2 separate regions of the Callithrix jacchus genome follow, and region 1 is linked to region 2. A link is a contact called in public Hi-C data. All regions are on one chromosome and are shown on one strand. Each heading gives the region's core, a stretch centred on a gene start, on an enhancer-like site or on the middle of the called end of the contact. The rest is flanking DNA. Distances are from core to core; before and after follow the strand shown.

What was found. Hi-C and Micro-C count contacts between places; a contact is called where the count stands out from the background.
Region 1: a Hi-C map of skeletal muscle shows a contact between it and region 2, with 10 times the contacts expected there. The contact joins two enhancer-like sites. A contact is called at or near these places in 2 of 3 Hi-C or Micro-C datasets (both in skeletal muscle).

What each region holds. Positions count from the first base shown.
Region 1 is chr9:15,020,177-15,025,523 of calJac240_pri, reverse strand. CACNA2D4 (calcium voltage-gated channel auxiliary subunit alpha2delta 4) reads left to right here. Exons shown (of 38, transcript XM_078338418.1): 38 at 1-1,083. ADIPOR2 (adiponectin receptor 2) reads right to left here. Exons shown (of 10, transcript XM_078338436.1): 10 at 3,516-5,347. Among named protein-coding and RNA genes, the nearest start is that of LRTM2, 29 kb to the left of the region's middle. Within about 2 kb of position 1,588, at least 2 of the 16 cell types and tissues checked have an H3K27ac peak or open chromatin away from gene starts, as enhancers often do. A contact at or near this core is called in skeletal muscle, where this site is marked.
Region 2 is chr9:14,890,069-14,895,830 of calJac240_pri, reverse strand. No RefSeq gene overlaps it. Among named protein-coding and RNA genes, the nearest start is that of ADIPOR2, 38 kb to the left of the region's middle. Within about 2 kb of position 3,055, at least 7 of the 16 cell types and tissues checked have an H3K27ac peak or open chromatin away from gene starts, as enhancers often do. A contact at or near this core is called in skeletal muscle, where this site is marked.

The DNA of each region.
Region 1 (5,347 bases), core at 339-2,838, 130 kb before region 2:
GTAAGGGAATGGTAAAGAATGAGAAAGATATTAAATCCTTTTAGGAAATATCGACAGGGCTGCATCTGATGTTTTGGGAAGTTGTTATTGAAGAACTTCCCAAAACTTCTTTACAAAGCCCTAACTTAAAGGAAAGTTTGCATCTATGACAAGCCAGTAGGGATATCCAACTGCTGCATGGAACCTGATGTGCATTCAGGGGATAGCAAAAATAGCTGTAGCATAGTGAAAAAGAGCAGTCGTTGTACTCTTTTTCTGGCCACTGATTTACAAAAGTATCCACTTGACTCTGTCCCTGGGGTGAAATCCTTAGGATTGGAACTTGTGGGAACATTCCAATTTGCTAAGCAGCTCCACTGGGAGGGAAGCTGTATCTGGGAACTCACCCCCAGCGCACACACATCTCCCCAAGGGTCCCAAGGCCCTGCAGCTTCCTCCCCCCACCAAACCCCAAGACCTGGATCCAGGGAGACAACAGTCTCCACAGTGAGAACAACATTTAGGGCAAAATCATGGGGAAATTCGGGAGAGGCCTCAAATCTGTCAGTTTAACCAACCCCAGTGATGAGCTTGGATAGTATGTGGGGCTTTGGGGGCCCTTCCTCCTGCTCCTCCATCACCCTCAGCCTCCACACTTTAAAGTACAAGCTGTTCAAGTTTCCTACCAGCAAACAGCCCTAACTTCCCTTTAGAGTAGGCCAACTGTATAAAACACACATTATAGATTACAGAATGTCACTCTTGTCGTCGTGTCTTCCAACAATCCCGTTGAGGGCAGAATTAATGCCCCCTTACAGCAGAAGACATTGCAGCTCAGAGAAGCCAGTTCAAGTGGCAGGATAATGCTAGAACACTAAGGTTTACAGGTACCAAATAACATGTTTCAGCTCATTCCATCCTCACAACAGCTCCCTGAAAGTGAGTACTAGCATTAGTACCATGTTATAGAAACTGCAGGAGAGTTGAAAATTGCCTCGAAATTATTGGAGGAGTATTGTGAAGACTGAATGTGACATATTCATGTAACATGCTTGAAACTTCCTGGCATATAGTAAATGCTAAATAAATACATGCTAACTGCTATCATTACGTTACCTTGTTTCATGGAGGTGGGGACAAAGAAATGACAATTTAGATGCCAGGAACAGTAAGGTGTCCAATAGGCCCAGGGGTGTTAAGAAAGCAGCAAGGAGCTCTTCCCAGCCCCTGGGCCACCATTTCTGTGTGTGGCAACTATGTGACACAGCAGGATGAGTACACCCTAACCCTTGCCCTGCCACTTCCTGACAAAGCTGTGGCCGCCCCACCTGCTGTTCATTCTTTAGCATTACGGCACTCCTCCAACTGCATTTAACCCCAACTACCAACTCACAGAGACCCACCAGCAGTATCTCTAGGACAATAACCAACCCAGTTGGAAGGCTTATCTTCCCCACCCAAACAGGAGAAACACTTTCATGCAAATTTATCAACTCTTAAAAAAGCAAGATTAGGAAGCTGGAGCAGCTTCTGGCCTTGTTTTTTCGGCTTCCTGTGAATCCCACGTCTCTGCATGGCCAAGGGGGTTGTAAGATCTGGGAATCCAAGACCGTTGCAAGGAAAAACCACTTCTGATAAACTTTCTGTACCTTGGAGAACAGAATATTCTCGTAAGTTTTGCCTTTGGAGGTCAAAACAATTCCTCCTTTTCTTTTAGCAGAACCACTAATGGACAGCAGGTGGCAGCCTGGCTCACGGTAAAGCCCAGTACCTGCTCAGAGACACGAGGTTGGAACCTGAGTCATTTAATAGAGTGAAGAATTATTGAAATCTTAGTGTTGTACACCTTTGAAGAACCAGGAACTCAAAGATGTTGTCAAATCCTACTAAATCTACCCTAATAATGTTGTATATTTTAATAGAAGAGGTTTCAGAGAAAATGCTTCAACCATTTCATAATGCTCAGGGAAATTTTGGTTTGGGGGAAGGGGGCAAGAAAGTGAGCATATCGTAAGGCCAGAAAAGTAAACGAAGTCCACAAAAGGAAGGAATTGGAGCACGGGTCTGGCAGAAACCCCAATCACTATGGGAAGTTTGAGGAAATGATCTATAGGAGCAACAGCATCTCAGCGAAGGCTCTAGAGGGTGTATCGCTGGCCTCTTTTTAACGGAACACCAAGGCTAGACAAGCAAACAGCCACTTGCCCACACTACATGGCAAATGGCACAACCAAGATCTGAAGCTACGCTTTTCATTTCCAGGTAGTGTAGCAAGGCAGGGACATGGGACAATAGGACAGCAGTGACGCGAGGCTGCATGCTCCAGCAGCTTCCTTCCTGCCCCTCCCTGATCCATGCCATCAGCAGCAGCACTACATGAATGAGCCAGGCTGGCCTTGTTTCACCAAGTCAAACAGATGAAGGCAGAACAGATTTGTACATTAGATAGGGTGTTGGGGGACAGCGCTGGCTAGTAAATGGTTCATGCCCTCTGAGGGAAGGACAAAATGAAACACTACAATTAATGCAGAATATTCAAGAAGTGCATGTTGTTTCTGGGATGATTTTAAAGTAACACTACCCAGAGGCTTCTCTAGGCAACTGGAGCCCTAGCACTCTGTAAAGTCGGAATCTAAACTTATCCTTACCTCCTTCCTCTACAAACATCCACGTTAACATCCCCTGAGTAACAGGAGCCATATAGACAGCTTTTAGTAAGAGACTAGGAAAAGACAAAGTTGTTTATTAGTAAGCTTCAGCTAATATTGTTTGTCAAAAACAGGAAATGATCCAGTGTCCATACCTAGATAATGTATGGGACACTCTAAAATTATATCTCTACTCAAAAATGAGAATTCAGAGTGAACATATTGTCCCAATACTGAAAATTCCCTTCCAAAAACTAAATTTACCTAAGGCAAAAGAGTTGGCATTTCCTTTTATTTCAAAGACCAATTGAACCAAATCCTCTTCTAACATAGAAGGGACTAGGTTAATGAGCCCAAAAACCTTTAAGTCAACATACATGAGACTTTTTAATCAGAACAATAAACTTAAGTACAGAAAGAAATGTTTTCTTCTTGGATTTCCCCTTCACTCTTTTCTACAATACAGTGCTGGCACTATAGTCATTCTTAAACTTCCTAAGCTTCAGTTTCCCCATCTATAAAATGAGAGTGAAAATAATCCTGACTGGCTCAAAGGGTTGTGGTTATGATCACATGACATCAGCAGTTGCTCCAACACATCCTTTGGCATCAAGTGTTAAATCAGAGACTATTTTTATAAACTTCAATAATAAATTGAGAACTGTCCCTTAGAGTTGCTCTCCCCTCCATTCTAAACCTGGTCCAAGTCACAATGAAAGCTTGAGTTAGGAAACAAGAGCTGGGCATAAGCACTTGATTTGTGCATCCCAAATGGGACGTTTCCAAGTTTCTTATATCTCAGTGTCTAAATTAGAGCTTCAAAAAAGTGCGAAAAGCTAAGGGGAGGTAAGCTGAATGGCAACAAAAAATACACAACAGAAGTTCATATTTCATTTGGTTCTTTTTATTAGAAATTGAGAATACAGCAAGTAGGGAAATCCCACATCAATGGAACCATCACACAGATCCCCTTCTGGAACCCCAGCCTTCTATGATCCCCAAAAATGTGCTTTGTGACTTTAGCAATTTATAAAGGGGAAGAGGGAAAATACTGAAAAAGGCCACTATTCAATGGTGAAAGAATGAAGCTGTAGAGGTCCCAACCAGCCTAGGGCCAAAAAAGAAAATTAAAAATCTGCACAGAGCAAGCAAGCCTCTGACTGCTGAGAGTAAGGCATTCAGGCGCCAACCTGGTGAGAGTTCTCAGCAAGCACTGTCAGGACAAGTGCACATGAGGCTGTTGGTAGTGAGTTGCACGTAGACGCACACATAGAAATGGGCACAAACATGCCCACATACACACCCAAAAGAGGGAGATCTTACTGGATTACACATCAGTGATGTTGATTTCATTTTTCCGAAAGGTTTGTGCTATGTTGAACCAGATTCTTCCAGCTTTGGGGTGTGGGTGACTGTGCCCAGAGGCTGCTACTTCTGTTGGTGTTGTGACAGGGCTGCATCTATACCCTGTATCCCAAAGTGCATGACCGAAGAGCAAGTCTGGCTTCTGATATGTGCTGTTGCTCCCATGAAACTAAGTGGGCTTCTGTCCAGATGGCCACTGTCCTATTGGACTATGGTTTCTCAAAGGGATTAACACTGTTTTTTATTCTGTCAGGCACTGCACCAGTTCATCCACTGAGTCTTTTACTTGGTCCACCTAGCACCCAGGGCAGTGACCCTCTCCAGAACCAAAATACTCAAGTTCTTCTCAACTTCTACACTAGATTCTTCCTTCCTGGATCCCAGCTTTTGCTGGAGATTGGAAGGGGAAGGGAGGAAAATAACTGAGAAAACTCTATTGAGTAAATAGGAGACCCTTCACATATTCCCAAACACCTATTGAAGATGCCAGTCCTCATGCTCAGGGCCTCACCATTTAGTTCTAATATCCACAATCCTAGGATATAATGGAGTCATCCCAAGTCTTTGATGACAGCAACCTAAGACTCAAGTGCTATTTTGGGGGTTCACCTATGGGCTAAGATCAGAATTCCATGAACCAGATCCTTACCCCACCACTTTCTCTGACACCGTATCAGGTAGGTCTGGGACATGAGCCATCGGCTTACCTTACCCCCTGGCAGTAACATACCATTGTCTTCAAAATGCCATACCACACTATCCCTGCAAAGTGGGGGTCAGTGAGTGCTGACAACTCCGATGGGTACTGCACCTGGCTTTAAAAGAGTTCTGCTGGCTTTCTTGTTCAAGGAGAGCCAAGATGTCTGTCATATCCAGGCTTACCAAGACAGTGTACCAGAGGTAAAACTCCTCTTTCCTAAATCCAAAGGAGGGTCTCCCAATCTATGTAGATGAGCTCAGGAGAAACCTGGACACGTCAGAATCTCATTTGTGGCTGGCTCCATGCCAAGAAGTATAAAGTATTTCTATTCCCTCGAGGAGGAAGAGTAGTTAGGGCAGTGATTTTTAATAGAGGGAATTCAGAGAGTGTTCCAGAGCTCCACAGCAAGGATATGGAAAACGGTCACATCCCTCTAGTAAGACTAACCATAAAAGTGAGCAGGATGCCAGGAAGTAATCGGATCAGCCATGCTAATGTTTCTGGAGCTCTTCCTTGGTCTCCAGCACCCCTTTACCAGCTGGTTAGAGTGCAAAGCTCTACAAGTCAGTCTCTCAAATGACAATGACACCCTAACTAGAGCTGTTATCTAGCACATCTTGGCAGCCATTCATGTGCTGCCTCCACCGAGAAAACA
Region 2 (5,762 bases), core at 1,806-4,305:
TTAATTCAGCGTGCAGCCCAAGTTCCCAAGTGCGTGACTACTGCAGACAGCCCTTGGGGACTTTCCCAAGAGAGAATATGAAGCCCCAGTTGGATTCTGGGCCAGTGCTGGGGCAGAGCCAGCAGCATGTGCAGCTGTGTGGTTGCTGGCTTTTCCCTGCTCAGCTTTTAGGGGAGCCAGCAACATTCAGAGGCTTCTCTTGAGATATTATCCTTCAGGTCTGTCCAGATTTCTGAGCTCTGTGATCTTGTACAGTCTGATAGCAAGGCTGGGTTTTTTTGTTTGTGTGTTTGAGATGGAGTCTTGCTCTATCACCTGGGCTGGAGAATAGGGCACCATCTTGGCTCACTGCAACCTCCGCCTCCCGAGTTCAAACGATTCTCCTGCCTCAACCTCCCAAAGTAGCTGGGATTACAGATGCCCACCACCACGTGCAGCTATTTTTTTTTTTTTTTGTATTTTTAATAGAGATGAGGTTTCACCACGTTGGCTAGGCTGGTCTTGAACTCCTGACCTCGTGATCCACCCACCTTGGCCTCCAAAAGTGCTGGGATTACAGGCATGAGCCACCTCGCCCTGCCTTTTTTTTTCTTTTTTTTTTTGAGACAGGGTCTTACTCTGTTTCTCAGGCTGGAGGAATGCGGCGGTGTCATCACAGCTCCCTGTGCTTTGACTTCTTGTGCTCAGGTGATCCTCCCACTTCTGCCTCCTGAGCAGGTGGGACCACCATGCCCAGCTTGTTTTTTGTATTTTTTTTTTGTAGAGACAGGGTCTCTCTGTGTTACCCAGGCTGGTCTCGAACTCCTAGACTCATGCAATCCTTCTACTTCAGCTTCCGAAAGGGCTGGAATTACAGGCATAAGCCACTGCATCCAGCCTTTTTTTTTCTTTCTTGTAGAAACAGGGTCTTGCTGTGTTGCTCAGGTTGGTCTCAAATTCCTGGTCTCAAGTGTCACCCACCCTCGCCTCAGCCTGGTAAAATGTTGGGATTGCAGGTGTCAGTACCTGACCTGTTTACTTTAGATTTGGGATCCCCAAATTCCCCCTGCCATATGCCCTTATCAAAAGAAATCTCCCTACTCACTCTTCTTGTTCAAAATTCATGGTGGCAAGATAGGGAAGATTATTGTACATTGCCTGAGACTTAGAAGATACCCATTTCAGCTGACTAGATTCTTTACCTGGAAATCCACTGAGGAGGCTGAAAGAGGCCTGGAGTCAGCATCAGTTAATGACGGTGTGAGGTGAAGTATGCCACTTCACCGCTTTCAGGGTTAGTTTTCCCATCTGAAACACGTGGAGAATCCTGGCTACACAGCAGAGTCCTGAGAGGCTTGCATGTAATGTGTGTAAAGCAGCTGGTACACAGTATACCAAATGTCAGCTATAATGGTTACTCACCTCCTTCACCATAACCTTCAAGCATGAAAAGTACTGTGGATGTCTTGAGGTCCAGCCGAGCAGGACAAGGCATTCCTTTCATGTTTTCTTTCCCACTGCCTTGCCCTCCTCACTCAATCTTTTAAAAATAAGTAAAATAAGACTGGCCTAATTCTTCCCATATTTATCCAAATGAAAAATCTAGAACTCAGCTTTGCTGCTGTCCAGATTCCGTTTTCTGCCATCAATCTGCAATGACCCATCACCCAACTTTTATTTTAATTTACAATTATAATTTTTTTTTGAGATGGAGTCTCACTCTGTTGCCCAGGCTGGAGTGCAGTGGAATGATCTAGACTCACCATAACCTCTGCCTCCCCGGTTCAAGCAATTCTCCTGTCTCAGCCTCTCAAGTAGCTGGGATTACAGGCATAGGCTACCACGCCTAGCTAATTTTTTGTATTTTTAGTAAAGATGTGGTTTCACCACGTTGGCCAGGCTGGTCTCGAACTCCTGACCTCAAGTGACCCCCCGCCTTGGCCTCCCAAAGTGTTGGGATTACAGTCATGAACAGCTGCGCCAGGCCAAAATAAAATTTTTTTGAACCAAGGTGCGAGCCGGAGCAATTCGGCTAGAACTGAGAGGACAGCGACACTTTGTGGCCAGACGCCGAACTGCAGACTAGTCTGGAGTGGGCTCCAGGTGGACCATTTGCTCGGACCTAAGGCCGTGTTCTCAGGTCCATCAAAAAATGTACTTTCATGTTGGAAAATAAAATGAGGAAGGAAACATAGCACCTAAAAAGTGTGAGTGTAATTACTTCCTACTTTACAAATGTGTCCTGCCTGTCATAGCTTAAGATTCAAGGCTATATGGCTTTTGCTGTCAAAACAAAACAGACAAAAAAGGCCAGCCACAGGAGGTAAGTCCGTTTCAAATGCCTACTGGGTGCCCCCAAGAGCTGTGGAAGATTTACAGAAAAATCCTGGCAACCCCTATTCCTCTCGGGTTTTCCTTTTTGGCATACTCAGGCCTTGAAGAACTAGGAAAATGTATGAAGGAAGCAGTTGATACTATAGAGTGGTCCTGTCAGAGGGAAAGTAACTTTAAATTATCCACAGGAATGACTGGACTTCAAATACAGCTTAGTATTTAAAAAATGAACACACCTGTAGGGCAGAATGCCAGTCAGGGGCTGTCCTGACTCTAATCAGCTTCTTAGCAATTCTGCTCCCTCGACCCTGCAAAATAGAGGAATGTGTGTATGTCCTGTCCTGGGTTATTCAGAGACCAGAAGCCTTCCTCTTCACACTAGTGGGCTCAGGTTTTTACTTATTTTAGACAATCCTCAGGACTTCTCCCATAATTGTGCATTTTCACAGATAAAAGACTCCTCAGTAAAGACATCATGATAATTTCCAGGGTAAATACATAGGGATCTCTGTTCACACCGCCGGATTATGTGTTCTCTCGATCTAACCATCCACAGAGAAATTTATGAGAACGTGAGCAGCTCCTTTCACCTTGATGAGTTCTTCAGCCCCTCCACTCATTGACTTGACCGCTGCAAAGTCATGCAATGGTGGACAGAGCCCTGACCAGGAGCCCCTCCTGTGAATTTGGGACAAGGACGAGGAGAGATTCAGAGTCCCTTCCTGTGGCTGGAACTGTAGCCTAACTGGGAAGCTGTGTGCTGACTTGTCCCCACCATGGGAGGCAGAGGAAGCTGGTCTGCAGAGGGAGGGAGGAAAGGAGAGAGAGGGAGAGAGAGAGGGGCAGCCCTCAGAAGAGAGAGGAGGAAGGGAGGGGGATCCAGAAGGGGGATCCAGGTCCACTCCTGAAGGCCCTGGCATCTTTGCGACTCTTGGGACCCCTTGTGCCATACTCCTTTGTAATCTGGCTCAAATTGGTTTCTATGACTTCCAATTTTGATAGAACAAATGACATTGTGAACCGGGCAGTTAATCACATTATGCCTCAGTTTCCTCATCATTCATTCATTCACTCAGCAAATATTTACTGAGTGCTTGCTTTGTTCTAGGCACTGTTGTGGGTGCTGGCAGACAGAGCAGGGAACAAAAGAGATTTTAAAAATTCCTTTATGAAATACAACTTCTACTAAAAAGGTCTCTGGAAATAAATATACGAAAGACATAACTTTCTTTTCTTTTTGAGACGAAATTTCCCTCTTGTTACCCAGGCTGGAGTGCAATGGCGCGATCTCGGCTCACCACAACCTCCGGCTCCTGGGTTCAGGCAATTCTCCTGCCTCAGCCTCCTGAGTAGCTGGGATTACAGGCATGTGCCACCATGCCCAACTAATTTTTTTTATATTTTTAGTAGAGACGGGGTTTCACTATGTTGACCAGGATGGTCTCGATCTCTTGACCTCGTGATCCACCCGCCTTGGCCTCCCAAAGTGCTGGGATTACAGGCTTGAGCCACCGTGCCCAGCCGACATAACTTTCAAATCGGGTACCAGCCAAAGAGCTGGCTGACCCAACAGGCAGAGCACTAATATGGGATGGGGCCAGGGTCACTTAAAACAGTAGTCATTCCTTTTGGCTTTACAATAAGATTGAATGAAAAGGGTTCACTCTTTCCGTAGCGTCTTTTCTTTCACATCTTTCCTTGGGACCTGGCTGAGGGCCCTCCTGATACTGAATGCCTCCCCACCACCCGGTTTCCACACCAGCAAACCCTCTCTTGCCCTGAATGAGTCAGTCTCTCTCTCTCTCTCTCTCTCTCTCCTGCAGTTTATTTCTGGCTTTGGCTGTGAGCAGCTTTCAGTCTACTTTCAGTTCTCCTGTGGAGCTTCAAATAATACACATGCATCTGTCATTCTTAAAATCTCACTTGAACCACCCCTCCTCCCACCCAGTTGTTTATCAAAATGACTTAGGAGGCCTCAATGAACTGATTTGGCTCTGCTGCTGCTGCTGCTTCTGGTCGGGCTGCAAATGAGCAGCGTGAAGACCAGAAGGCCTGCAGCAACAGGGAGGAAGCGAGGAAGGAAAAATCTACACAAGGAACACCGAAATTCTCCAACAGGCTAGAAAGTTACCAGTGGATGGGGTTCAGTCGTCCACACTGCCTGTTGTCCGATCCTCCACGCTGGGCCCAAATCTTCTTACTTCAGAGAAAAATGGGCAAACTCCCATGCTTCTTATGTAAAACCAGAATTAAAGCACCCTTTACTTACTGTTTTAGTATAAACACAATGCAGAGATTCTTACATAATAAAGAACTAAGAGTAACACTTAGCAACCATGGCTCGCAGCCCTTCTCAGCTCCCCAGCATTCCTTCTAGAGATATGAAGCCTGTCATCACCAGCCAGGCAGAGGACAAACATTTCCAATAAAGATAGACAACCCATGCTCTGCAATGCCTCAGCCAGAAGTGTGGAGTTGTTTTTAATTTTTTACATACTCCATGCCTCTGGTGCGTCTCCGCCTCCACCTCTAGATTAATGAAAAACATTCTTTCCTGTGGGCATAAGTACACGAGTGCAAACACACACACACACACACACACACACACACACACACACTCTCACACTGAGGTTCTCCCAAAATCCATGTGCCCAGTATCAGTGGTGTCTGGCAATGCAGCAGAGCCTGTTTTAAGATGGAAGCACTGTTCTCCCCACACGCTCAGGGTGCTGTGGCTCTCTGCCCAAGGAATAGGCCTGTCTGATAAACTACTGCATCTGCAAGATTTCTATCTCACAGAGCAGTCATAATGACAGGACAGCTTGCTAGCTCCTCAAACCCCAGGGGATGATGGAACTTAAATAAGATACTAAGGATTAAAGCGAGGAAGCATGGCAGAATTTCCGAGGCAATAGCCAATTTGAGGTTTCAATACAAATAGCAAGTTTTGTTTCTTACCTCAAAGGATGGAGAGTGGAAGAGAACAAACTGGGCTGTCCAAGTAAGGCTTTGAACCCAAGTTCTGGAGACTTTGTCCACGATGCTTGGATGAATGGAGGCCTGCCCTAAGCTTAACCACACCTGTGACTGCCTTCCTATCCTCCCATCCTCTAGCTGTCCATCCTGTCTTTTGATTAAATGGAGGCAGTCAGGCATACCTTTCTCTTAATTTTATCTTGAAGTTAAGGCAAAGACAAATAGCAAAGAACATATTGCCTTATTATAGACATTCAGGAATTGGATCAGTAGGCCCTTACCCATCCTAGGTGGAGGAGGGAGGTGGAACACAGTTCTGCTCTGGGGCAGAAAGCTCTTTCCTACTTGTCACAAAGGTTCCCCAGGATGGCTGGGACTGTTTGGTCCAGACATTACACCCAATGCAATGATCTGGTTAGACTACGTGGTGATTATAACACATTTTGGATACTAGGGAACCCTGCCTGGGGCTG